Regions from separate parts of the Macaca mulatta genome. Here region 1 is linked to region 2. The links are chromatin contacts, called in public Hi-C maps. All regions are on one chromosome and are shown on one strand. The core of a region is the stretch at or near the end of the contact, and the rest is flanking DNA. Distances in the headings are between cores, read along the strand shown. Region 1 holds the start of TRMO (tRNA methyltransferase O). Region 2 holds the start of ANP32B (acidic nuclear phosphoprotein 32 family member B).

The links. Hi-C and Micro-C count contacts between places; a contact is called where the count stands out from the background.
Region 1: a contact with region 2 is called in a Hi-C map of cortical neurons, with 4 times the contacts expected there. The contact joins the promoter of TRMO here to the promoter of ANP32B in region 2. A contact is called at or near these places in 2 of 14 Hi-C or Micro-C datasets (cortical neurons and fetal cortex germinal zone).

The regions. Positions count from the first base shown.
Region 1 is chr15:60,481,606-60,484,305 of T2T-MMU8v2.0, reverse strand. TRMO (tRNA methyltransferase O) reads right to left here and starts at 1,303. Exons shown (of 5, transcript NM_001194620.2): 1 at 1,151-1,303. The coding sequence starts at 1,226.
Region 2 is chr15:60,421,007-60,423,706 of T2T-MMU8v2.0, reverse strand. ANP32B (acidic nuclear phosphoprotein 32 family member B) reads left to right here and starts at 1,406. Exons shown (of 7, transcript NM_001266908.1): 1 at 1,406-1,806. The coding sequence starts at 1,753.

The sequences.
Region 1 (2,700 bases), core at 54-2,553, 61 kb before region 2:
CTCACCTCCCTGCTCCATCTAACACTTTAGACTTCTAGCTCCCCAAACCTATACTGTGTAGACTTCTGAGCCCTGGCTGCTGCGTTTTCCTTCCTGTCAAAATATTAGACCTGTTATCTGGCAGTGTGCAACAATTTTTTTTTAAATAAGCACATGTGACCAGGTAATAGCATTTCCAAGAAATTTAACAAAGTTCAAACTTTAGAATGTACACAAACATTTCGGCTTCAAGAGCTTTCTTTTAGAACAATGCAAACTGAAAATAACCTAAATGCTCAGTAACAGGAAGCTGGTTACACGAATTAGAGTACATCTCTAAAACAAAGCGTTATGCTGGTTGCAGTGGCTCACGCCTGTAATCCCAAAACTTTGGGAGGCTGAGGCAGGTGGATTGCTTTTAAGCCCAGGAGTTCGAGACCAGCCTGGGCAACGTGGTGAGAGCTTGCCTCTACAAAAATTAATAATAACAAAACAAAGTGTTAAAATTAACATTAATTGCCCTGTTAAGTTTTTTTTAAATTCTTTTAAAGTTACTAAACAGTAAGGTCGTATAGTATCTCATTTTTCAAGTGTGTATGCAAAGAAACAAGTATGGAAGGTAGACACCAAGATATTGACAATGGCTTTCTCTGGCAGGCTATTTTAATTCTCTTCCATTCGCTTTCTAGTTTCTAAAGCTAAAATATTCCTCTATGAAAACGTGTGAGTAAACAGAAACAAATTCATGCCTTTCTAGGCCCAATTTAAAACTATTTTCTCCGACCGAAATTTTCCCCTTCTCTCTCCTCGTTCCTACAGCGCAGGATGCCTCTCTCCTATGGCATTTACTAATTCCTAACCCGCCTAACACCACCCCCCATATACCATGGCAACGAAACCCCTAAGAGAAAAGCCGCTACGCTACACTTAGCTGCTCCAGCTACTGAGCCAAGACTAGGCGGACAGCGCAAGCCTTGTAACAAAGCCGGAACAACCCCGATGACGTCATCCCACTCGCCGAAGCACATCACGTGGTCGCCGCAGCACATGACCCGTGCCTTCGCCGTAGGTAGAAGAATGACGCACGTCAGTTCCAGATCTTGCGTTTCACACCCCGCTTGGCAACGAAGACCTCTCCAGAGTGTGGCACTGCCAGTCTCTTGGAAGTTACCTGTCTCCAGAGCCGGCTTCACGCAGCCGCACGGGGTCGCTGTAGGCCGACGACCCGGCTCCTCCAAGCCGCGCATGGCTACTGGTTGCTGAGGTGCCTACCCGACGCATCCAACCTTCCGCTTCCGCGCTCCATGCCTGACGCATGCGCAGTAGCCTCGCCGGCGGGGTCCCGCGAGCCCAGGAGAGTGCGCGCGCGCGCAGTGTGGCGCTGAGGGACGTTTGGAGGTCTCCATGGGGCGTCGAACCCCTATCCGGGGCGTGTTCCTTTCCGGGACCCCAATCTCGTTTATCTTAGACAGAACTCCTGCAGTTGCCCGCCCTCCCAGGGCAGGCTGCGGCTCCGGGTTCCCGCGCTTTCTGAGAGGCAACACACCTCGATGAAGAACTCGCAACTATGTGTCTCTCGAAACATTGTTAAGCAACCTACACGTCCAGTATGACCCTAATTTTTAAAGGATGTGTATATGTAATTACCACAGAGCGGAAGGACTGGACGTTAAGAAATGTTAAGAATTCTCCTCTAGCGCCTGTGGTCCCAGCTACCCCGGAGATTGAGGCGAGAGAATCGCTTGAGCCCAGGAGTTTGAGGCTGCACTCCAGCGTGGGTGACAGAGCGAGACCGTGTATCTAAAAAAAGAAAAAAAAATCTCTTTGGGTGGTGGGAAAACAGATGTGATTATCCTTTTTATGCCTCAATTTTTCCATAATAGAAGTTATGCTTTGTCAGAAACAACCCCAAATAAGTCTTATTTCAAGTGTGGCGAATATTATAAAGGAGCCCTACTATGTGCTAGGGGTTAAGGAGTGGGAACTGTTTCTTGTGCTCCACACCTTACCAGAACTGAAGTGAGAATGGAATTTTAAGAGTCAACATGCCATGTATATTGTGGGGATTATTGTCGTTTCTGGACAGCTCTGAGAAGCTAGGAGCTAATATGAATAATTTTTTAATCCAATGCAATGACCAGTTGTCCTTGCAATGATAGCCTATCTTTTACCCACTTGTAATGCTGTCTCTCACCTATAGCTAGTTTCTATGTACATAAATCTCTTTATGGGAGAAAATTTTTAATCTTTTATCTTTTTATCTGTTAACATCTGCAGTATAAAATATTCAAAAGCATATGAGTCCACAGATTGAAAAGCCTAAAAACCATGAAAAGATGTTTCCTTGTCTGTCCATTTGTCATTGATTTCTAGTAGAAAATAACCAGCAGTAGGAGCCAAATAATTAAAGATTGTGGTTTAAAAAATGAAATAAAACTGATCAAATGCATATAGTGTCTTTTGGCAGGTCATTTTTACATGACAACTTGGAAAAGGCTGCCATTTTTTTTTTTTTTTTTTAGGAGGAACAGTTGTGTGCAGCTGGAGAGAAACAAGTTTGAAAACCAGTGTGTGTGTATGTGTGTAAAATTGGGCTGGAATTACTGCACTTGCCACTAGATGGTGATGTTGCTGAAAATGATAGTCCCGCTTAATTTGTGGAAAGAGTAGACTTGGAGAGAGATACTTGCCCGCCTGGAGGGCATGGTAGATGTTGATAAT
Region 2 (2,700 bases), core at 157-2,656:
GAGAAATAATATCAAGCCCCTTAAAGCAGATGCTCAATAATCGCTTGTTGGCTCATGAAACCGATTTGGTAGTTCTTATTTTTTGTTTGTTTGTTTTTTTGTAAAAGCCCTCATTGCATAGCCCGGTGGTTCTCATAACCTTAGTTACAGACCTCTTGTAACCTCCTGAGAACATCTGTCTCCATTTTCCCTTGTCATGAAGACATCTGCTGAGACAGTTAACAGGAGTCAGGGAACCACATACTAGAAAGTTTTTCTTTTCCCATATTCCTTCTAAAACTTTCATCTTCAAATGTTAACTCACTCAGTATTTTAAAAGCTGATCTATAATCGGTTTACAATTAAGTTTGGGTTGTTTGCCACTAAAACTTAGGTAAAATACGAATTGGGGCACTTTCCTAACTTCATAAAACTTTATATTAATGCATAGAATTTCAAGTTTTTCTTTAACAAATTGTTCTTAGTTTTTGGTGCTTCTAGTCAGTACAATCTCACATTGTATTTGATATATTATGTATTTACTTATTTTACGCTGAATATAAAGTCATTCCCAGGTGGTCTGCAAAGCACAACACCCACCCCGATCTGGTGCTCTAACCCCTGGGACCCTTTCAGCCAGACCATGACAAAGGCTGCCTGCCAGGTTTCAGCGAAACTTAGACCACCAAGAATTTACACACCTCACAGGGGTGCCCTAACGAATAAATGAGATTTAAAAAAAAAAAAAAAAAAAAAAGGCAGGGAAACCCTGAGGCCCTATTAGAAATGCTAATGGTTTCCTTCTCTAGCTCCTATTAAAATGTTAGAAAACCGAGGGAGACTCTCCTGAAGAGGGTGGAGATGCTAGCCTGCTCTGCGGCTTAGCAAGCGACCCCTGCTGCCATGCCAGGGCCGGCCGGCCACGATTCTGTCCCGACGGGGGGCGCGCGGATCCTCGGCGGCACTACGGACGCCACTCTGCCAAGGAGGCATTGGTGTTCGGCCTGTTGGCCCCAGACTGTGTGGCAGGCAAAAGGTGAACCTCAAAGCCTCTCTGTCCCCGGCTTCTTCACATTTCGCGCCTCCGCGGGCGTCGTGCTGCCCCCGTGAGCCTCCCCGGATGGACTGGGCTTTAGGGACCCCTGAAGCCGGACTGCCAAGCTTCCCACCAGCCCTGCCCGCGAACCTCCGGGCCCGGGCCGCAGACCCAGCTCCGGGCACGACGAGGTGGGGCCGGGAGGAGAAGTCTCAGCCCGGCGGGGGTCGGGGAAGCCCCCCCACCCCCGAGAAAGGTCTTACATCAGCCGCCCCACGTGCAATCGGAAGGAGGGAGGGAGGAAGTCGCTCCTCTACCCCGGCTGCGCCTTTGCCCAGCCTCCGCCCCGCCTGTCGCGCGTCTCCCCGCCCCGTCCTTGGTGCAACCGCGGCCGCCCAGCCGAGCAGCGCCGCGCGGGGCCGAGTGGAGCCGAGCAGCTGCCGCGCCGCGTCGCCGGTTTAAGCGCAGTGCAGGCCGCGGCCGGGGGCGGCGGTAGTGAGCCCAGCGCTGCGCTCCAGCCTCCTTTTCCCTCCATGGTTTCTCTCCGCTCCCGTGAGTAACTTGGCTCCGGGGGCTCCGCTCGCCTGCCCGTACGCCGCCAGCCACCCAGGACCGCGCCGCCGGCCTCCGCCGCGAGCAAACCCTTCCGACGGCCTTCGCTGCGCAGGCCGGGACGCCTCTCCCCCCTCCGCCCCCGCCGCGGAAAGTTAAGTTTGAAGAGGGGGGAAGAGGGGAACATGGACATGAAGAGGAGAATCCACCTGGAACTGAGGAACCGGACCCCGGCAGCTGTAAGCAGAGCCCCCTCCGGGCGCCCCCTCCCCTGATGACTTGCATGTAATGGTGGCCACCTGCGGGGCCCGGCCTGAGGGTTCGCCGGCCCCGGCGCGGGGAAGAGCGCAGCTCGTGGGCTCGGACGGGGAAGGCTGGCGGGCGCGGAGGGGGGAGCGAGCGCGCGAGGATTAACTCTTTGCCGCCCGCGGGCCCCTGGGGCGGCCGGAGGAAGGCAGCGGTGTCGGGGAAAGCAAACTTTGAGCGCTTCGCCCGCCGGGGTCTTTCCCCGGAGGGAGCGCGTGTGCAAGTGGCCGGCGGCGAGGGAAGGAGGCGGGGGTTGTGTAACGCTGGGAGCCATGTTTGCAGCCTCCCGGGATGCGCGGCCGGACGGAGGCCGGGCCTGTCGAGGAGCTGCGCGGCCATCCCCGCCTGGGCCAGGCCGGGCTCTGCGCGCCCCGGGCCGGCCGGGGAAGGGGCGCGGATGAGGCGGGGCGGGGGGTGGCTTCTGTGACCGGAGCTCGCGATGGGGGCCGGCCCGGCCGAGGGCAGCGGCTGTGGAGCGAGGAGGGGGCTTTTTTCCTTTGAAGGGAGCGAGAAGCCCCCTCGGGCGCTTGGGCGGGCGCGGCCTGGCGCGCAGAGCGGGGGAGGGGCGGGCCAGGGCGGCGGAGGTGGCGCAACCGCCGCCCCTCCCGAGGCCAAGTTTGAAAAAAGGACGCGGTTCCCGCCATTTTTCAAGCCTAAAAATAAAACTTTCTCTCTTGTTTCCTCGCTCCCTCTTTGCCCTCGGCCTTGCCCATTCCGACCTCCCAGAGGCAGCCCGGGTCGACCGGGGCCAACCGTTGTGGCGACGGCTTCGCCCTTCCCCCTGCGCCGCGGCGGCGGCGGAGCCCGGGGCTCCTGCCCCGGGAGGA